7 separate regions of the Mus musculus genome follow, and all the other regions are linked to region 4. Evidence: chromatin contacts called from public ChIA-PET, capture Hi-C and promoter capture Hi-C data. All regions are on one chromosome and are shown on one strand. The core of a region is the stretch at or near the end of the contact, and the rest is flanking DNA. Distances in the headings are between cores, read along the strand shown. Region 1 holds the start of Tmem167b (transmembrane protein 167B). Region 2 holds the start of Wdr47 (WD repeat domain 47). Region 3 holds the start of Psrc1 (proline/serine-rich coiled-coil 1). Region 4 holds the start of Strip1 (striatin interacting protein 1). Region 5 holds the start of Cd53 (CD53 antigen). Region 6 holds the start of Celsr2 (cadherin, EGF LAG seven-pass G-type receptor 2). Region 7 holds the start of Sars (seryl-aminoacyl-tRNA synthetase).

Region 1 (2,700 bases), core at 81-2,580, 930 kb after region 4:
TACATGTGATACCCAGGTAAGCAAAATGAATTACATAAAGGCAGATTTTATTCAGTAATCAACTGTGCCAGAATATTTTATTTCCTAGTTTACACTATGTCTTCCTCCGTTCCTTCTTTAACTTTGTGTACTATGGTAAGACTGACTACCCAGAAAGCTTCAAATGGATATTATATACAATCAGGGTCTTTGTCGGTTCCCGCCAGTTCTGGACTATACTGACTTCTTCCAGTGAAACTATTTCACAGCTAGTTCCAGTATATCAGTCAGCTCACAGACAGTTTCTATGGATGCCTTTATGTCTTGCTCTTTTACTCCTATAAGTTAAGAGACAATGCCAAAATTCACAAGGAAATGACATTTCAGTCTTCAGTGTCACGTCTATGGAAGTCTATGAGAAATACTTTCCCGAGCCTCTCCAATCATAGTACCTAGAAAAGGCTTTCTTATTTCCGTTCCTGTAAGACTGACTATAAAGGTCTTAATTCATGCTCTAGAACCTGAAAATCATGACTATAAAATTGTTTGAAGCAATCTGGAAAAATTACAAGTGCTCCATCACTAATAAAAGGCGGCTTCTAAATCCACCCTTTGCGGTATTAGCCAGAAGCTCCAGATGGAGCCACCCAACTAGGACTTTAGTCAAACGAATGAAGGCTTTTTTTGGTGTCTTTTAAATTAACAAAATAAACAAACAAACAAAAAACTTTGGGGGTTGTCTACAATCACCTCCCCCGCAAACGGTGGGATTTGATACCATTACTAAGTCCTTTCAACCAGCTTACTGTCAGAAAGTATGAGACCTTAGGGAACTGGATAACAGCTTCTCTCCCCTGGGGACTAACAACATAATTCTATAGTGAACGACCTCCCCAGCGGCCAGAACCAACTTCTAGGAAAGAAAAGAGAGTAAAGGGTGATAACGAAAAGTCAGGTGTGGCACTAGGGTACCTTGATGGGCTTGAGAAAAGAGAAACTGCAAGGAGCATCCCAGACAGGAGTTAGGGGCTCCCCAAGGTCCAGGGGGGCCGGGCTGGGAGGGGGCGGGGGGAACGGCCACGTCAGTCTAGCCCCGCCCGCCACGTTTGGTCCCAGTCCTCTACCGCCACCCTCCGCTCGGGCCCCCAGCTCTCACCGTTCGTCATGGCGGTAGTGCCCGGCTGGGGTGAGGGGTCCGGGTTCAGCTGTGGCGGCTGCAAATGCGGGGGAACCCGGCTCCCACTTGACACTTCCCGATCCGGGCCGTGGTGACGGGGAACGAGCCGTAGTACGCAAGCGCGAGAGCCGAGCGAGAGAAACGCCGAACTCAATCAGGCATAATTAGCTGATCGTCGAGCCAAAGCCTCGCCCTGCCTGCGTAGCGTCTGCGTCCCTACGTAGTGGGAGGAGAGCGTGTTGGGCGAGGCTTCCTTTGTGGTCATGGCAACCGGAAGTCCGCCTGCTTGCTCCTGTCTAATTAGACCGACTGGACCCAGACAGTGTGTTTGAAAAATAAAGGCTGTAGGGATTGCTCTGTGACACATGTTCAGTGTGCCAGAACATGTCGTTCCCCGTTGTATCTACTTGAGAACAAAACTTAGGGTTCCAGTGATTCATGACCAAGAAACAAAAGAAAGCCATCCCGTTTCCTCCAACTTATTTAGGTGACAACTGGTAGTGAAATCAGGTACAGTTCCAAGAGAAAACACTTGGGAACCAGGCTATAATGCGAAGCAATTGCACGTAAGGTGGCGCACGTGTGTATACTACAGCAGGGTCACTGTATCTTACCATACCAAGCTGAAAACGTCACCACTGTCAGGATAGTTGGACCGTTCTTGGGGACACGGCTTGTTTGTTTTGTTTTGTTTTGTTTGTTTGTTTTGCTTCTATGCTCTGCAGCAGTAATATGTGCTGTAATATCTGAAACCCGACGAGAGTTTGAGTGCTGAGGGGGATACCACAGTAGTTGCTCGGACTCCTGGGACAGCCCTTGTTAGGTGGCTTCTTGCGGAAATCTAGCCAAGCTGCCTCTGACTTTCGTAAACGGAATAAGAAACTATAACAAAAGCCACATGCTTCCGATCCTAAAGCTTTCGGTTGTCAGAAGCATTCAGACAGCTTCCTGTTTGTTAGAATGACTTTCTTTTCCTTAAATTACCAGGATAGTTTCCTTTATCTGCAGAGTTTAAGTCATGCTGGCCTCACCTCTTCAGAAATGTACCCTGGCTTCTCTGAAGATGTTTTGACTAGATGATGACAGTCTAATGGTGGGCTGGCGTGCAGGGAACAAAGCTTTAGGTTCTGCTTTGTAAACTGGGACCTTCAATTATAGACAGCTGGGTCTGCTTTTCTAGAGTCTGACTGAAAGTGCTGCACTCAGAAACCTAAGAATTCTGTCCATTCCTGCTACAGTGCCATCTGCTGGCTGTGAACCGCCTGGTTACCTAGAACAAAACTGTCAGAAGACTTGGAATGGACAGTCAAGAGGAGGAAACCACTAGTAGAGTAGCCACAGTGTTTGATGTAGGAAAGAGTACTTGAGCCGGGCAGTGATGGCACACGCCTTTAATCCCAGCACTTGGGAGGCAGAGGCAGGCGGATTTCTGAGTTCGAGGCCAGCCTGGTCTACAGAGTGAGTTCCAGGACAGCTAGGGCTATACAGAGAAACCCTGTCTTGAAAAACCAGAAGAAGAAAAAAAAGAGTCATTGAAAAAAATA
Region 2 (2,943 bases), core at 354-2,853, 960 kb after region 4:
TCTTATTTTGAGACAGACTCTTACTATGTAGCTGGGCTCAGACTGGCCTCCAATCTGCAATACTCTTTATCCTGCTGGAATTACAGGCATGCACCAACATACTTGGTCTTTAAAGTATTGTATTTATTTATTGGATATGTTATGTGCATACACAATGCTGTGACTCACCTGGCCATTTATCTTGAACTGGATTTTTTGTCTGTTTGTTTTTGAGGTCCCAGCCTTTGCTGGCTGGAACTCATTATGTAAACCAGGCCAGGTAAATCTCTCATAAGTCTACCTCTGCCTCCTGAGTTCTGGATTCTTTATGCTAAGGTTCCTGGAGGTTCAGCTCCTTGAGCAGTACGTATCTGGGGGAATACTACTACACAAATGTGTAGGAGTGAGGTTACTACTGTAAATAAAAGGGCAGTTCAAAACAGCAGCCTTGTTAAGTGCTTCAAGATAGGATTAGCTTTACACATGGAGAGCCTGGAAGGGGATGGTTTTCATGGAGGGAGATGGAGTACGGAAAAGGGCAAGGAAGGAGTATTTATTTCACTTAAGCTTTATTAGTTAATCGTTGGAGTAGAATTAAGAGTCAAACCCAGTGCACAGAAGACATTTGGAAGTGTCAGACAGGTTGTCCTAGCTACTTTTTTTATTGATGTGATGAAACACCACGACCAAGGCAACTTATAAAAGACAGCATTTAATTTTTAGCTCAGGGTTCCAGAGGGTTAGTTCATGACGGTCTTGGCAGTGAATGTGCCAGCAGACAGGGAGGCCTGATGCTGGAGCAGTTGCTAACAGCTTACACGTGATCCACAAGCACCAGACATAAAACGAAGAAAAGGCTGGCTTGGGACTGGAGAGATGGCTCAGCGGTTAAGAACACTGACTGCTCTATTTGGAGGTCCTGAGTTCAAATCCTGACAACCACATGGTGGCTCACAACCATCCATAGTGAGATCTGATGCCCTCTTCTGGGGTGTCTGGCGACAGCTACAGTGTACTTACATATAATAAATAAATCTTACAAAAAAAAAAAAAAGCCAGAAAGGACTGGCTCTTGAAACCTCCAAGACCACCCTCAGTGACATCTCTTCCAACTTGTTCACACCTAATCCAGTGGTTCTCAACCTTCCTAATGCTGCGACTCTTTAATACAGTTGCTCATCTTTTGGTGGCCTCCTCACCCCCAGCCATAAAATTATTTTCGTTGCTACTTCAGACCAGTTGGTTACTGCTATGAATTGAAATTATATGATATGTTACCCTCCTAGGAGGTGTTGGGACCCATACGTTGAGAACTGCTATCCTTATCTTTTCCTGTCAGTCCAGTAACTGGGGACAAGCATTCAAATGCATGAGTATGGGGGCAATTCTCATTCAAACTACCACACCTGTCCACGCTATTTTGGGACATAACATAGCGTCACCCGAAGGTTCTGGGCCTACATTCTCCTTACAGTCATCTCCTAAACCATAAGAGCAGAGAAGGCGAGGGCCAGGAGCCTCCAGGCGTCAGTCTTAGATTCTGCCCGCCCCCGTGTTAGGCCCCGCCTCTAGGCCCCGCCCTACCCTCCTGGGCTGGCCCAGCCGACTCTTCTGCTCAGGCACCTGCCTAGCCGCCTCGCGAGGAGGGGTCCTGAGGCGGCTCCAGGGACGAGCAGTGATTGGCTGCAGCTGGCGGCTGGAGCTCCGTTCCAGCGGCGCTTGACAACCGCAGTCCGCGGAGCGGAGCGGTCGGAGGCGGGATCGGGGCGGACGCGAGCAGGACCGGCTGACGAGCTGATGGATTGACGTGCGGGCTGCTTAGCCCAGACCGCCGCCCTCGCGCTCGCGCCTTAGACTGGAATTGGCTGTCTCGGGGCTCTGGCCGCCGGCCTCTCCTCCGCGTTTTCCTCCACCGCTTCTGCCGGCTCCGCCCGGAGCTCTCAGGTGAGCGGATTCCAGGAGGCGGGGGCGGGCCGCCGTGCACCGTGGGTTGCCATGGTCACCCGTCGCCACCTGTCACTAGCCTGATGCGGCGCAGACCCCACAGCCCCTTGGGCGGCGTTCGCAGCCGGGAGGAGTGTCTTGGGTAGGCTTTGGTGGCGACTGCGAGAAGATGGGATGCGGGCGAGGCCCGGGTGTCTCGGGGACAGGACCTGGGACCCGCCAGGCAATCTATCCAGGCCGCCACTGCTGGACCACACCTTCCCCTACTTGCCAGTCTGATTCGGGCGGCTGGGCGATGCCCCTCGCCCTGGTATGGAGTATCCACCTCGCCGCTGCTGAGGGGCGCGAGGAGGGCTGACTGGGCTGCATCTGCCTCGCCCCTCTATTGGGCTGGGGCGAGACTGAGGGCTGCGCGCTGGTCCCTTTCCCTGCTCGCCTTGGCCGGCGAATGGGTAGGGAGTGGCGGGGTTGAGGGTTTGTGGGGGATCCGGGTTTGCCCTTTCTGACGCCAGGCCAGTGGCTGTTAGGAGCAGTCCTGTGGGGTCTGGGAGGGTGGGGACAGGGGCATCGACTGAATTTCGAACGTGATTTGTTCCCGGGGACGCCTGCGTAAGACACCGGAGGTTATGGAACTCAGAGGGTTAAGCTGCTTAGCTGTATTGGGGAGAAAAAGATTGGGGCTCTAGCTCTGGGACGACGCCTTTGGCAAAGGGGTAGGAACCAAGTAGGCAGCGGCAGTATTTGACCTGATGATTTCCCCCCTGTACATCCAGACATGCAGCTAGTAACTACGAAGGGTGTCGTCTGAGGGGAGCTTTTTTTTTTTTTTTTTTTTTTTGGCAACTTGGTTCTCACTGCATAATGAGAGGAGAAGTCTTTGTTCCACCCAGATTCATCGGTTGAAATCCTGACACTTAGTTTCCCCCCTTTGTTGTAGAGAGTTCATAGAATGCTATAAAAAGTTAATGGCACAGGAATTAACATACAGGTTTAAAAGGGCTGTAAATCTTTTTCACAGAT
Region 3 (2,700 bases), core at 68-2,567, 750 kb after region 4:
TGACTTCCCTAAGGAGACTTCCCCTTGCCTCTTCCCACTTCTATCCTCTAGCCCCTTCCCCCAAACCATCTGCAGTTAGGACAGAATTGCATACAGCTGGTTGAGAGGGACGGCTGCATACTCAGGTGAAGGTCCCGTGACCTTCTGTCCCACCTCCTCCTTCTATGACGGAAGGTAAACCGTCCACAGGCCCAGCTGTGATGGTCTTTCCGAAGCAGGCGCAACAGAACTCCTGAAGATGCTTGCAGATGTTTGCAGATGTCTCAGAGGATGGTCCTAGAGTAGAGTGGCACAGGCCTTTAGTCCCAGCACTTGGGAGGTAGGGGCAGGAGGGTCGGGACTTCAAGGTCATCCTTGGCTATATGGTGAATTCAAAGGCCAGCATGAGCTACACTAGTCTCTGTCTCAGAAAATAGCAAAAAACAAAGGGAAAAGAAACAGATGGTGTGTGTGTGTGTGTGTGTGTGTGTATCAGTGAATGGAGAGGAGTGGTCTGGTCATAGCCAGTCAACAACATTCACAACAGCAAAGGCTTCTTTCCAACCTGAAGCAAGCCTAGGGTAGAAGGTGGTAGTGACTGTGCTCTAAGGATGCGCCAGACCATGCTATTTGCTGAACTTTTACAGGCCCACCATTAAAGTGCACACATCTCCAGCATCCTGGCGAAGAAATAAATTCTTCACACGAACAAGATCTTTAGCAATAGGTAATCCTTTTGCACTTAGGGAGCACAGCTCTGACATCTTTTATTATTATTACTACTTACTGTTTGCCTGGAAGAATGACTTCTTTGTTATTTATTTAAACTCTTAAATAGCTGCTCATACTCATCGTTTGGGGGTTGGGGTTGAAGCAGGAAGAAAAAAATGCCAGATATCTCAGAGAAGTGGCCTTATGCTAAATGAAGAAATCTTGTGGCTCCAGTGCTGGAGAGATGGTCTATTTGGTGGTCTCTGCAAGTACGCGAGAAACCCAGCAAGGAAACCCAGTCTCAGATGCTGGAATCCAGGAGGTGGGGGAAGAGGCGGGGCTCCAAGCCTACATTGGTTCGACAGTTCTCCCCTTGTCTGACTCGCGGTTAGAAGGAGGCGCTCCGGTACACGCCACCGCGCACTCACGGCTCCTCCCGCCGTTCCGCTGTAGCCCCCTACCCTTTTTGGGAAGTGCCCTTTGGTCCAAGGGACAATCTTCTCCGGCTGACATCCCGACTGCTCCCGACTCAGCCCTGCCCCCTTGGACTCACCAATCGCTGTGCGTTTGTGGCGGGACTGGGTGGAGCCTAAGAAATTCGAACGAAGCTCCGCCCCTCGGGAGCCCTTTCCCGGGAACTGGGAGATTGTAGAAGAAAAGCTTCCTGCGTAGACTGTGAAGCGAGGTGGGGAGTGGAAACCGAGTGTGCGCTGGAGGTGTGGCGGGGATGTGGTGCCGCGGAGTGGAAAATGGGTGGGGTAGGGGGGGAGCGAAATTTCGGATAATAGTAAGGATGGAGGTGAAGACTGACCGACTGAGGAGAGGCCAGGGCGCAAGTTGGCGGATTGCACATCAGGTGTCGAGCTTTCTGCACCTTTCCCTAATATAACGGACTAGTTTCAGGGACACGTGCTGATCCTGCTTTACCACCACCATGCCTCTTCACCCCAGCTAATGCACTCCGAGTCTTGATGGGGCCCTAAGGCAGGATGATAGACACCTGAGGTAGGCATGTTTTCTTTCAGGTCTAAGCCGACTCGCTTATGCTGGCTGAGCATGGAGGATCTGAAAGAGGGTAAGGAAGCCATGGAGGGAGGAACGGGCCCCTGAGAGTCTGTCTGTCAAGAACTGATAGCTGGCATTTATTCTTCTCATCCCTTCAGATATCAAGTTCATTGTGGACGAGACCTTGGACTTCGGAGGGCTGTCTCCATCTGACAGGTACCAGCCTATTTATCCATTTATTATTTTCCTCCGGCAATACATCTGTAACCCTTTACTGCTAACTTATGGGCCTCTAGAACCGTGGTTGGTAATCTAGCAGAGTATGGTACCCTCTGATGGCAGTAGTCTGGTAGAATTGGGCCTCTAGAACACATGCTGGTGAGAACAGAGAAGCTGTAGGGAAATTTAGGGGTAAATGTAAATGAAAGATGAATGTCCCTGGGCATGTTGAGGCATGCCCTGCAAACCACCCCCACACTCCTAGGATAGACTAGAGTGCAGAGAGGGGGAGGGAGAGAGGGAAAGAGAGACAGAGAGAGAGAGAGAGAAGGCAGGAGGGATTTTGAATTTGAGATCATTCTGTGCTATAGAGTTGAGACATTGTCTCAGAAAATGGGAGTAGAACTAAGTTTTCCTCACCTAAAAGCAGTTCTCATGGCCAAAATGGAGTCAGGGTTGGGGATTGTCCCCGACTCGCCGACAGGAATGCCTTCTGCTAGCTGTTGTCCAGCATGGTGCCATATTTGTTTTTCAGTCATGAGGAAGAAGACATAACAGTATTAGTGAGTCCAGAGAAACCACTTCGACGGGGCCTCGCCCATCGGAGTAACCCAAATGAAGTAGCTCCCGCCCTCCAGGGTGTGCGGTTTAGCTTGGGCCCGCTCAGCCCAGAGAAGCTGGAAGAGATTCTTGATGAAGCCAACCGCCTGGCGGCTCAGCTGGAGGAGTGTGCCCTGAAAGATCGGGAGAGGGCTGGTACAGGCCCTGGAAGGCCCAGCCCCAGAG
Region 4 (3,035 bases), core at 24-2,523:
AAGGCTCCTAAAAGGTCCATCTTTTTCAAAAAAGCCACTCTAAACTCATCCTCTCAACTCTGGGCTTGTTCCTTTGTGACATAAGTTATCAGAATTTGAGCCTGCGACAACAACAAAATGTTTGGAGGGAACTGATTTCTTAGGCTTAAAGACACTATCTTTAGTATCTGGTACTAGCTGAAGCATCAAATTTGAATTTGAGGAATTCCCTCTCGGTAAGTGCCTGGCTGTTCATCACACTGGAAGTTGTCTCAGGTGGAGGAGATTGCGTAGTAAGCGCTCTGGGAATGAATGTGCTGATGAGGAAGCCCTGAAATGCTGCGACGAGACGGGTGTGTGTTCATTCATGAATTCTGCAAACGGAAGCAGTGGGAGGAATTTTAACTTGGGGCGAGGTGAATAGCTCCAGACAGCGCGGGCAAAGGGAATCGCAGCTCACTAGCAAGGAGGAGAATCCGGCGCCCTTTGTGTACTTCTGATCCCTTCACAGCTCAGCAACTGGGCTCACTGGGCATGCAAAAATACTTGGCAATGTCTGGCCGCGGTTTGATCCAGCGCTGACTAAAATTCGGAGGGAAGCCACAATGTGCTCTCTCTGCTACTCACACAACCTGGGGCCGGCCAAGCAGCACTAGAGAGAGAAGCCCTGTTCTAAGCGCCCGCTAAACTCTCCTGGGTCCCTTCGCTGCCAACTGGCGTGGCCCACCACCCTGCTAAGATCAGAGGCCGGAAAGGATGAGGGGCTAACCAGCCAGCAGACCACCGATTTTGCACCCCAGGAGGGCTGTGCCTCAGGCCACGCCCCCGGGGGCGACCGGCCATCCCCGGCTCGGGGACCTTCTTCCCCCGGCCGCAGCAGAGTTGGTGACAGGGCTCCGGGCTTTCCTCCCCGGGGCTGTGGCGGCTGCCAGCCTAGCTAACTGCACGGTTCCCGGTAAAGTGACAGCTCCCAGGGTCCCTGTCAAGCCGTCGGGAAGCCCGGCTGGGCCCGGATGCCGCCCCGGTCTCCCGGGACCCCCTCTGTCACCCGCCCGGTGCCAGCCTCGCCCCCCTGCAGCTCTGACCTCCGAGTCTTTGCGCTGGTTGCGGTTGAACTCGCGGGCTTTGCCCCCCGGCAGGAGGCCTCCGGCGGCCCTCGGCGCCCCAGGAGGAGGCTGCGCGGTGGCAGGCGGCGGAGGAGGTGGCGGCTGCGGCTGCTTGTTGTTCACAATCAGAGGGCCGGGACCGGCGGCTGCCGGCTCCATCTTGGCTGCTCCACACCCCCGGCTCAATTCGCGGACGGCCTCCCGTCAGGCAACTCTCGCGTGATTTCCTCCAGGAAATTTCCCCAATCGCCATATTCAGTGTGGCTGCGTGTGTCGAAAGCCGCAACTGCCAATCACCTCCCAAGGTCTTTCCTGGCTTTGTCATTTAGTTTCCCCTCCCTCCTTCCCGTGGAACTAAGCCGGAGACGTGCGGCTGGGCTCGCAGGAATCCCTTTAGATGTCTTTTTTATCCATGAGACTTAACACTTTAATTCGTTGTCTATCATCGCTTTGCCTGTCTTTAGAGCCCTCCCTGTTCAAGGTGAGGCAGGATGAAAGGGGAAATTAGGGAGACATCATTAAAGAAAGCAATTCCTGACTCATGGGTCTAGTTGACACGTTTTCCTAGCAAAGAATTTCTGTACAATTAACAACTGGTTGTGGCTTTTCTCTAACCTTCCAGCTGAAAAACCTCCAAGTCAGTAGGACTCTGTAAGAAACACCTTGTGCAACCCTGGGGACTCCTGGTTTTACTTATCAGATTATAACTCCATCCAAGACACCTCTGGAGCCACGTTAATAATCTCACTTATCAAAACAGGGGAAAAAGCCGGGCGTTGGTGGCGCACGCCTTTAATCCCAGCACTTGGGAGTCAGAGGCAGGCAGATTTCTGAGTTCGAGGCCAGCCTGGTTTACAAAGTGAGTTCCGGGACAGCCAGGACTATACAGAGAAACCCTGTCTTGAACTTGAAGTGAAGAGAGACAGAGAGAGAGAGAGACAGAGAAAGAGAGAGAGAGAGAGAGAGAGAGAGAGAGAGAGAGAGAGAGAGAGAGAGAGAGAGAGACTCTTGGGGGCTAAGGATAACAGTATGAAGTTGTATCTGTCCTCAAGCCACTGACAAATACTTTTAAGGATATAATAATGAACAAAAATAGGATTCTAGTCTTCGTGGAGTTTACATTCACATGGGGGAGATAAACAAATGAATAAATAAAACTGAAATTGAAAATATAACAGAGAAATCATGGGGAAATGAGGGTGTGTTTAATAATCCCTTAGAAGTGGCTCTTGCTTTTCTGCCTTCATTTTGTAGCTGTCTCGTTTACTCTGAATTACCTGCTCACATCTGTATTGACTCAAAGAGCAATCATCCAAAAATGGTGGCCTCTCACCTCATTCTCCGTCACGTCTGAGTGCCAAACACATAGGAGTAACCAAGATGGTTTTAATGTTACTTTTTACAGTGTCCTCCTCCAGAAACCTCCCTCCCCAAGAAGCAGGTACAAGACTCTTGGTCACTGGCCTCAACCCTCTAGACATCAGGAGTGGCAAAGCCTCACAGAACACAGCATCCCCGGATGACGAACAGCTCTTTCTATCATGGCCTGTGCACCCTGGAGGAGAAAGAATCAACTCCTGAGAACCAGCTTGTCCCTTAAGTAAAAAGGACTTCTACCATCTCATAGAACCAACACTGAGAGGATGATAACCAGACCACACTTGCCCAGGTCTGCTGGAATTTTCCTATCTCCCGCCCTCAATCTCAATTCTAATTCTATTTAAATCTAAAGTAAGTTTCCCCAAAGACAGATTTGGGATCAGTAAACACCTTATGTGTTTCTCTTTACAATGTTCACATCGATGAAATCTTTGTGTGTTGTTGTTCTCCTTTTCCTCCCCTTCTTCCTTCTTCCTCCTCCTCCTTCTTTCTTCTCCTCCTCCTCCCCCCACCTCTATCTCCTTCTTCATTTGTGTCTTTGTTGGGTATATTGAAGACTAGTGATGAAGC
Region 5 (2,725 bases), core at 102-2,601, 840 kb before region 4:
AAAGCAGTGAAGATTTGGATCGAGATTGAGAAAGCAAAACATTGCTCACACAGCAGATAAAATTCTTCTCTGGCTCAATCTTCTAATAGATATGATTACCAAGAAAAGCTCCTCATGGAAAAAACTATTACTGGGCAAATTCTCCATTCTTCTTCATTTCTCCTCTGTATCAACAGTATACTGTCAGACATCAAAGGGTGCCTAACCCATGGTTTTTAACTTAGTTCACTTAGGTCACTATTTATAAACATAAGGTTTAGTAGCCTCTGAGGGTGGCTCTGACAAGCTGCAACTAACTCCCAATCATCTCCCTTGAATTTTAGGTGAGAAAATGTGGACATGGATACTTTACTTTCTCCCTTTTAGATTATAATCAAATGAGCTCTTCACAGCTCTTGGACCAAGAAAGACCTGATACAGACATTTTGTATTGACCAAAGCTTGACTATCATTTTGCTGAATACTTACACCCTAGAATGGCTTGCAAGTTGGAAACTATTACTGTATCAAGTTATGTGGGTTTCCTCTCTGCTGCACATTTTATGTGAAATTTGTCAATGTTCAAGCTTTGTGTATCACAGACCATTTAAAGTGAAGAAAGAAGCCCTTCAGATCACAATGTTTACCTTCCCCCAAACTAAGCCATAGGAATAAAATACATGAAGTACATTGCAGAACACCTATGTTGCAGGTTTTTTGTATCTATCTTATATCAAAACATGACATTCTCAGCACTAACTTTCCTTTAAAATGTTTTCAAACAAAGACAACATGTCTTCTGGCTACTGTTCTAAATCACTCTGGTTATGATTTTCCTCCCTGCTCTAAAATGAAACTTCAAGTTTTTGAAGAAAAAACAACATAGAAGATCTCCCCAATTTCATCTCATCTCACCTCAAAAACTTCAAGCATTAGAAACCACCATATACAGTAAGCAATTCAAGTGGCATAATAATGTAAGCTTATGAATACTTAGGCCCAAAGAGATATCAGAAAATAAAACACCAATTAAATCAAAGTATTTCTAGCCCAGTTGCCTAAGGGAAGTGCTGATCTAAATATTTGTAAACACATCACATTTTAAAGTTACTAAAGGGATGTGTGGAGACTCTCAAAATGCTATGTGCCTTATTAGCTGATTTAGAGCTGTTAAAAGTCATAAATCTTACCTTTTGAAGGCAGTGTCCCTCAGTACTTCAGGTAGAATTCACTGATTATCTTTTAGGTGGCCAGCACAGCCTGTAACCCAGAAGTCTATGTCTATTTGTGTAAAAGGAGAAGTGAAGAGAGAAAAAATACAATCATGCTGTGACGACAGGAAACCCAAGCGAGAAGAGTGAGGAAGTGAGACTGAGTGTTCTCTCTTAGGCTCAGATAGTCAACTGTTCCTCAGTGAACTTGCAGAGGCTTCCACTCCCAGCCTATTCTAAGCTGGTTTCTGGAAGCTAAAGAAGGTCTGACACACCAATCTGAGTTCTGGTGAACTTTACAGTAATTTGAGTGATATTTCCTGGCCATAGAACAGTGCTTCTCAATTGAAGCAGCAACTACAAAATACCCGTGGGTCTGTTTCTGTGTATGTGTCCCCACCGTTTGACCACAAACTATACTACTAAACCATACTGACCAAGCCAGCATGGTACTGGAATGAAACCATACTTGTAGATCAATATAGCATAGTAGAGGACACAGAGATAAACTTGTGTAGGATTGAATATCTACTTTTGGACAAAGGTGTATCAAAACATGAACTAGAAAAACAAAAATGCAGCTGGAGAGATCGCTCAGCAGTTAAGAGCACTGACTGCTCTTCCAGAAGTCCTGAGTTTAATTCCCAGCAGCCACATGGTGGCTCACAACCATCTATAAATGGGATCTAATGCCCTCTTCTGGTGTGCCTGAAGACAGCTACAGTATATACATATACATATACATATACATATACATTATACATATACACACACATACACATACACATACACATACACATACACATACACATATACATATACATATACATATACATAATAAGTAAACAAATCTTGTTTAAAAAAAAACTATCTTGGGTATTCTAGGTTTCTGGGCTAATATCCACTTATCAGTGAGTGCATATCAAAGGATTTCTTTTGTGATTGGGTTATCTCACTCAGGGTGATACTCCAGATCCATCCATTTGCCCAAGAATTTCATAAATTCATTGTTTTTAAAAGCTGAGTAGTGCTCCATTGTGTAAATGTACCATATTTTCTGTATCCATTCCTCTGTTTAGGGACATCTGGGTTCTTTTCAGCTTCTGGCTATTATAAATAGGTCTGCTATGAACATAGTGGACCATGTGTCCTTTTTACCAGTTAGAACATCTTCTGGGTATATGCCCAGGAGAGGTATTGCTAGATCTACTGGTAGTACTATGTCCAGTTTTCTGAAGAACCGCCAAACTGATTTCCAGAGTGGTTGTACCAGTTTGCAATCCCACCAGCAATGGAGGAGTGTTCATCTTTCTCCACATCCTCCCCAGCATCTGCTGTCACATGAATTTTTGATCCTAGCCATTCTGACTGGTGTGAGATGGAATCTCAGGGTTCTTTTGATTTGCATTTCTCTGATGATTAAGAATGTTGAATATTTTTTCAAGTGCTTCTCAGCCCTTCCATATTCCTCAGTCAAAAATTCTTTGTTTAGTTCTGTAACCCATTTTTAATGGGGTTATTTGAATTTCTAGAGT
Region 6 (2,700 bases), core at 186-2,685, 780 kb after region 4:
CATCCAGATAGAACTGGCCCCGAGCATTGCCACTCATGATGCTGTAGTGCACTAGGGCATTGCTGCCCTTGTCTCTATCGGAGGCGGTGACTCGGAGAACTGGGGCTCCTGGGGTCACATCCTCCCGCACCTGGACCACATAACGCTTCTCGCTAAACTGGGGGGCGTTGTCATTATCATCCTCCACCGACAGGAAAACAATGGCTGTGGAACTCCGCGGGCCTGGGTCCCGGCCCTGGTCACTCGCCTCCACTGTTAACTTGTAGGATTCCACTTCCTCCCGGTCTACAGGGCCGCGGGTTCGGATCACCCCCGAGCGAGGATCGATCTCAAAGGCGTCTGAGGGGCTGCCTCCGGCCCCCTCCAGCAGGCGGTACAGAATGTTGGCATTGGGAGGGGCGTCGCCGTCGGTGGCCCTGACTGTAAGCACCTCATAGCCAACCTCCAGGTTCTCCCTGAGGCTCTCCTTGTACTCTTGCTGCTCAAAAACAGGGTCGTGATCGTTGGTGTCGGTCACCAAGATGGTAAGCGTGGCCAAGGCACTCCGTCGGGGCATACCGTGATCCTGTGCAGTGACCCTGAAGACGTGGGTGCTCTTGGTCTCCCGATCCAGCTCCTCAGCTGTGGTGACAACACCGGTGATTGGGTCCAAGGAGAAGAAATGATTGGAGCGGCTATCAAAGAGGGCATCCATGGTGTACTCAAGTCGACCCGCCTCACCCTCATCTGGATCAATGGCTCTTAAGGATGCAACAGAGGTACCAGCAGGCTGGTTCTCAGGCACTGTGGCCTGGTAGCTGGGAGGCTGGAACTGGGGAGCTGTATTCACATTCCTTTTCCTGCGCCCACCCAGAGATTCCTCTGGTGAGCCTTCCCCAGCCCTGAGCCCTGGGGCCTGTGCCAGCTTGCAAGACTGGCATCTGAGCCGTGGGGCCTTTAAGCAAGGGTGCTCTTCAGGCAGGGTCAGCGTGCCTTGTGGAGAAAGGTGTCCTCCGATACCCAGGAGACGACAGCTCCAGGGGCAGCCTTCAGAGGATGGCGGAAGAGGGATATGAGCCCCTGATTCTGGACACCAAACCCTCAGGCCATCGTGGTGGGGCACCAGGTGGCCGGTCAGCTCAATGCCCGATTCTCTGCAGCGGCTGGTGTAGAGCCAGAGGTTCGAAGCAGAGGCTGGGCAGAGCCAGCCCACGGGGGCGCAGGCCCCAGAGGAGCTGCGTCCCCCGGATCCCAGAGAACGACAGGGCCCCACTTGATCTCCCAGTAGTGGCGACGGTGGCAGCAGCAGCAACAGCAGTAGCAGCGGCAGCAGCGGCGTTGGGAGGGGGGCGCTGGCAGCCCGGCTCCGCATCTCTCCCTGTTCCCGGCCAGCCGGGTCAACAGCCGCGGCGGCTCTTCCTCCGGCTCCTGCCGGCCCCGCCGCGCCTCATGCCCGGGCCGGGGCGCGGGTCCCCGGGGGCCACCTGTACGTCCCACTGGGCCTGCACCCAGATGGCTCGGCGGGGCCGCGCTCTTAGCCCACGATGCGCCGGGCTCCCACCACTCTCGAAGCCGGGCCCGCTCCCGAGTCGCCGCGACCACTGCGGGTTCACGCTGCGCTTCCACCTGCGCTCTGAGCGTTCTCTACCTGCGCCCGCGGGCCGCGAGGATCTCTGGCTCTGCCGGGTCCCCCGGTCCCGAGCCCCAGAATGTCCCCTCCGCCCGCGTAAGGTCGCCCACCTGCGTCTGCGGAGCCTCACGCTCCGGCCCGGGCCCGGCTGCCAACGATGGCCCTGCGCCACCCGCTCGCGCCCTGCGTCCCCGCCGCGGCAGCTACCGGTCGCCGGGGTCCCGGGCCCAGACCCGCGTTCCCTCGCCTCCCGGGCGGGCGGGCGAGCTCTGCAGAGCAGCGGCGGTGGTGGCGGCGGCTCATTACCATAGACCTGCTCGCGCCGCCGCGGTCTTAAAGCGGCGACGCCCAACGCGCCGAGGAGGTGGGCCCCACCCAGCGCCCTCTTCTGCATGGCGGCTCTAAGTAAGATTCCCGCCTCTGGTAGAATTTTTCTTCCCAGCACATCAGACTTGCTCCTTTCCATTTCTGGATCCCTTCTACAGCTTAAAGAGGAATGAACAATCAGAAGCCACACAGGGAATTGATACTCTTGTAAAATTCTATGGCTAGCGCTCTTTCAAAACAGTCTTAATGTCTGCAGGAGGTGACCAGGGGGTGGGAGGTGGGTGGATATAGACAGACAGACAGACAGACAGACAGACAACTTTCCAGTCTTACCATCCCTGAAAGCCCTCATTGCTGCCCCATCCTACAGGTCCCGGGTCAGAAGTAAAGACGACTTTGCTCGACTTCGCTCGACACTACAAAGTCTCCCCCAGATACCAGAAGTCGTGCTCTCACTTGGATATCTTGGACAAAAGGACCCCTAAGCTCATTTGGGATACATCTTGGGTACCACATGTCAGGTCAGGGGAAGTGAACCAGAATGTCCAAAGCAGCAAGAGCACTAACACTACCAGATTCCTAGGGCCAGGGTGAGTTGGTTCCAGAGGGCCCAAGCTTCCTGGACCTTAGGACGTGTTCCTTTTTCTTTATCCCTCCTCCCTCCTAGATCAATGTCCAACTGCTGTCCTCCTCCTACCCGCGGCTTTGTAACTAGCAAATGGCCCTGTCCATTGCACAGGACTACTGAGCCCTTCATGGAATGC
Region 7 (2,922 bases), core at 51-2,550, 810 kb after region 4:
CACAAAACACCCCTATGGGTATGGTGGCACACACCCTTGATCACTCTCGAAGCAGAGGCAAGTGGATCTCTGAGTTCAAGGCCAGCCTGGTCTACAGAGCAAGTTCCAGGATAGCCAGGGCTACAGAGAGAAAGAAATCCTGTTTATTTTGGAGGGTGGGAGTAGGAGGGAGACACTCTTGGATCGTGGGATTGCCTTAGCAGTGCTCTTATAAACCAGGTTCTCAGCTGGTTGCAGACCTATTGCATCAGACTACCCGAGTCACATGCCACTGACAACATCCGGTCTGCCAGGTGATCACTTGGGAGGCAGAGGATTCTAGAGCTTCTTTTAATTTCCTGAATGACGATGGGTCACTTCTACGCTGCCAACGTCTTTTCCAGAAAACTACCACAAATCACAACCATCCTCAGTAATTACAAGCTTTTTCTTGCCTTACAGCACCCCTCCGTCCTATCTGATCTAGCACGGAAAAGCCTGATTCTTAAAGGTATGCCTTCAGGGTTGGAGAAGTGGCCACCCCAAATTTCAGGGTCACTGCATTTAGTCAAGAGTAGCCTCCAAAGTCCCCAGATGGTTCGACTGGGGTGGAGTAATCCTAGGGTGCTGCAGAAGTCACTCAGTCTGAGAGAGCAGCCTTTGATCCCTGCAAAACCCGGAGGACTACGCTGGGTTTGCTAAAGACGAATAAAACACTGAGAATGACCAAAATGTATAGAAAATTAATTCCCAGCCCGCCCCCCAAGTAAAACTCCAGCTCTGGCTTGCTGTAGCTACGCAAGGGCCTGACAGCTCTCCCTGCGCGTGCGTGCGTGCAGCTCCTTCCTAAAGCACTGGCGGCAGTCAGCATAGAGCACGCGCGGGGAGGGACCCAGGCCGCGGGAGCTGCAGGGAGAGGGGGACAAGCCCGGTTCCCAGCTTGTTCTACGGACAAGCCGGTAGAGCCGGCCAGTCGCGGGAGCATCTGACAAAAGCTGTAAGCTGTGACCTCTGAAGCCATGAGGGATTCAAGGGATACTGCGAGCTCCTGGTACTTACATCGTCGCCACTCACTGTCTGCTTTCACCAGCTGGTCCACCAGCCCCGGGTCCTTGAAGCGCTTCTCCTGCGTCTCTCGAATGAGGGCTGGGTCCCCTCCTTTATCCACCCGAAACAAATCCAGGTCCAGCACCATCCTTCTACCTCACCAGTTAACACTAAGAGAGGACTGTAAGCGGCGGGTGGACGATGCACTGCGCCTGCGCGCTGACCTGGTCTCACTGCGCAGGCACCCGGCAGCCCGGGAGGGGGCGGCGCCTAGCTCGCCGGAAGCCGCAGTGTTAGGCAGGGTCCAGAGGGAGTGGTGAGAAGTGAAAAGGGCGTGGTAGCCTTATGCGGGTTGTTTCTCTGCTGAACTCCTTACTGAAAGGCCTTCTGATCGCCCCCCACTGAAATCGTGAATGCCTCAGGTTCCTCTGGTTGAAGGGAGTATCTCGGTGTGGACCGAAGCTGACTTGGAAGACAATGCACTTTGCAGATGCCAGTTTTCCTCTATCTTGATTACAGAGCACACACCCAGTTACCTACCCTCAAGATTCTCGAGCCCTGGGGCTTTTTGTTTTGATACAGGGTCTCACAGTGTAGCTCTGACTAGCAACTATGTAAACCTGGCCAGCCTCAAACAAAATGTTGGGATTAAAGATGTGTGCCATTTCATCCTTTATTTTTCTTTTTATACTAGCCCTACCCCCTTCCTCCCGCAACAAACCTTTGCCAAGCCCCCCTGAGATAAAAGGACAAGGTTAGAGACCCTGATGGACTTAATAAACAGAGACACTGGAGGGAGGCTAGGAGGCAGGATAATCTGAGCTTGTCCCCTCCCGGTCTCCTGCAGCTTTGGCTACAGTTTTGTGTTGAAAACCAGGGGAAGAAGGGTTGGGTGTCAGAAGACAGTCCATGAGATGAGCACACCTCTCTTCTCACATATCCCTCACCCAAATCCAATAGACCTTTGCAAGAAGTTGTAGCTTATATTTACGATTGAAACTATTCTATGTTTATGTAATTTGAGCATTGCCAGGCTATTCTATCAACACGTTCAAGTTATTCTTTTTGTCTGTTTGTTTGTTTTGTTTGTTGAGATAGAATCTATAGGCCTGGCTGTCCTGGAGCTCACTATGTAGACCAGGCTGGCTTCAGACAGAGATGCCTGCCTCTTCCTGGGGAGTCTCTGGTATCAAAGGGGTGTGCCACCAAGCCCAACCTACACACACCTGTTACTCTTAAAGTGAGAAGACCTCATTTGAAATTACCTCTCTTGGCCAGATGTGGTAGTGCATGTCCATGTGCATCCCTTGTGAGTGGGAGCAGCGGGTGCATGAGTTCAGGGCCAGCATGTCTCCAAAAAACCCAAACCTAGTCAGGCTTAGTAGTAGGTGCCTTTTATATCACATCGGAGGTAGAGAGCTCTGTAAAGTCAAGGCCAGCCTGTTCTAAATACCGAACTCCAAGCCAGCCAGAGCTGTGTAGTGAGAATCTGTCTCAAAAACCAAACACACATACAACCAAACCAAAAACCTACTGCTCTCACACAGTAGAAAACATTAACTAACACGGAACCCACAAACCTGCTCTCCCCTTCCTGTGTCTTCTCCTAAAAAGAACACTTTCCTGAGTATCTAGCAATCGGACGGCTGGAAAATGGAAAGCAGCCAAGAGAAGTTATAATAATAAATGTTAAGGATAGAGAGCTGCAGTCTTTGCAGAAAATACTTGAAGACTGTCATCAAAGTGTTGGGGGTCACTGAACCCCTGAGAGGGTAAGATCCGTGTAATCTAAGGTATGAAAACAATGGCAGGTGCTTTGAGAGGTGGGGCCTAAGGAGTGCATCAGTCCTTTATAGTGTAATTCCAGAAATCACTTTGAAATTCTGGCCTCTCAAA

What was found. Promoter capture Hi-C pulls out the DNA fragments that hold promoters and counts their contacts. ChIA-PET counts read pairs in DNA pulled down with a chosen protein or histone mark. Capture Hi-C pulls out chosen DNA fragments and counts their contacts.
Region 1: a promoter capture Hi-C map of adipose tissue shows a contact between it and region 4. The contact joins the promoter of Tmem167b here to the promoter of Strip1 in region 4. A contact is called at or near these places in 2 of 39 promoter capture datasets (liver and pre-B cells), 1 of 115 datasets of contacts at active chromatin or transcription factors (memory CD8 T cells) and 1 of 9 other capture datasets (adipose tissue).
Region 2: a promoter capture Hi-C map of liver shows a contact between it and region 4, with 5 times the contacts expected there. The contact joins the promoter of Wdr47 here to the promoter of Strip1 in region 4. A contact is called at or near these places in 4 of 39 promoter capture datasets (hippocampal neurons, liver and pre-B cells).
Region 3: a contact with region 4 is called in a promoter capture Hi-C map of pre-B cells, with 7 times the contacts expected there. The contact joins the promoter of Psrc1 here to the promoter of Strip1 in region 4. A contact is called at or near these places in 3 of 39 promoter capture datasets (cranial neural crest, liver and pre-B cells) and 1 of 115 datasets of contacts at active chromatin or transcription factors (large pre-B cells).
Region 5: a contact with region 4 is called in an RNA polymerase II ChIA-PET map of memory CD8 T cells, with 16 read pairs. The contact joins the promoter of Cd53 here to the promoter of Strip1 in region 4. A contact is called at or near these places in 1 of 39 promoter capture datasets (pre-B cells) and 3 of 115 datasets of contacts at active chromatin or transcription factors (bone marrow-derived dendritic cells, memory CD8 T cells and regulatory T cell precursor).
Region 6: a contact with region 4 is called in a capture Hi-C map of embryonic tail, with 4 times the contacts expected there. The contact joins the promoter of Celsr2 here to the promoter of Strip1 in region 4. A contact is called at or near these places in 1 of 115 datasets of contacts at active chromatin or transcription factors (microglia) and 3 of 9 other capture datasets (adipose tissue, embryonic tail and liver).
Region 7: a contact with region 4 is called in an RNA polymerase II ChIA-PET map of memory CD8 T cells, with 8 read pairs. The contact joins the promoter of Sars here to the promoter of Strip1 in region 4. A contact is called at or near these places in 1 of 39 promoter capture datasets (liver) and 1 of 115 datasets of contacts at active chromatin or transcription factors (memory CD8 T cells).

What each region holds. Positions count from the first base shown.
Region 1 is chr3:108,561,136-108,563,835 of GRCm38.p6, forward strand. It overlaps Tmem167b (transmembrane protein 167B), which reads right to left and starts at 1,331. Exons shown (of 3, transcript NM_026198.2): 1 at 1,136-1,331. The coding sequence starts at 1,145.
Region 2 is chr3:108,589,675-108,592,617 of GRCm38.p6, forward strand. It overlaps Wdr47 (WD repeat domain 47), which reads left to right and starts at 1,604. Exons shown (of 15, transcript NM_181400.3): 1 at 1,604-1,923.
Region 3 is chr3:108,382,521-108,385,220 of GRCm38.p6, forward strand. Psrc1 (proline/serine-rich coiled-coil 1) reads left to right here and starts at 1,318. Exons shown (of 8, transcript NM_019976.3): 1 at 1,318-1,406; 2 at 1,716-1,765; 3 at 1,854-1,911; 4 at 2,450-2,700. The coding sequence starts at 1,747. It overlaps Gm12522 (predicted gene 12522), which reads right to left and starts at 1,221. Exons shown (of 3, transcript NR_040560.1): 1 at 767-1,221; 2 at 1-276.
Region 4 is chr3:107,630,437-107,633,471 of GRCm38.p6, forward strand. Strip1 (striatin interacting protein 1) reads right to left here and starts at 1,274. Exons shown (of 21, transcript NM_153563.2): 1 at 1,065-1,274. The coding sequence starts at 1,244. Gm10961 (a long non-coding RNA gene) reads left to right here and starts at 1,165. Exons shown (of 3, transcript XR_375960.3): 1 at 1,165-1,566; 2 at 2,491-2,754.
Region 5 is chr3:106,788,798-106,791,522 of GRCm38.p6, forward strand. Cd53 (CD53 antigen) reads right to left here and starts at 1,352. Exons shown (of 8, transcript NM_007651.3): 1 at 1,170-1,352.
Region 6 is chr3:108,414,144-108,416,843 of GRCm38.p6, forward strand. It overlaps Celsr2 (cadherin, EGF LAG seven-pass G-type receptor 2), which reads right to left and starts at 1,436. Exons shown (of 34, transcript NM_017392.4): 1 at 1-1,436. The coding sequence starts at 1,351. It overlaps Gm52630 (a long non-coding RNA gene), which reads left to right and starts at 1,878. Exons shown (of 3, transcript XR_003954680.1): 1 at 1,878-2,014; 2 at 2,307-2,526; 3 at 2,676-2,700.
Region 7 is chr3:108,443,959-108,446,880 of GRCm38.p6, forward strand. It overlaps Sars (seryl-aminoacyl-tRNA synthetase), which reads right to left and starts at 1,301. Exons shown (of 11, transcript NM_001204979.1): 1 at 1,039-1,301. The coding sequence starts at 1,174.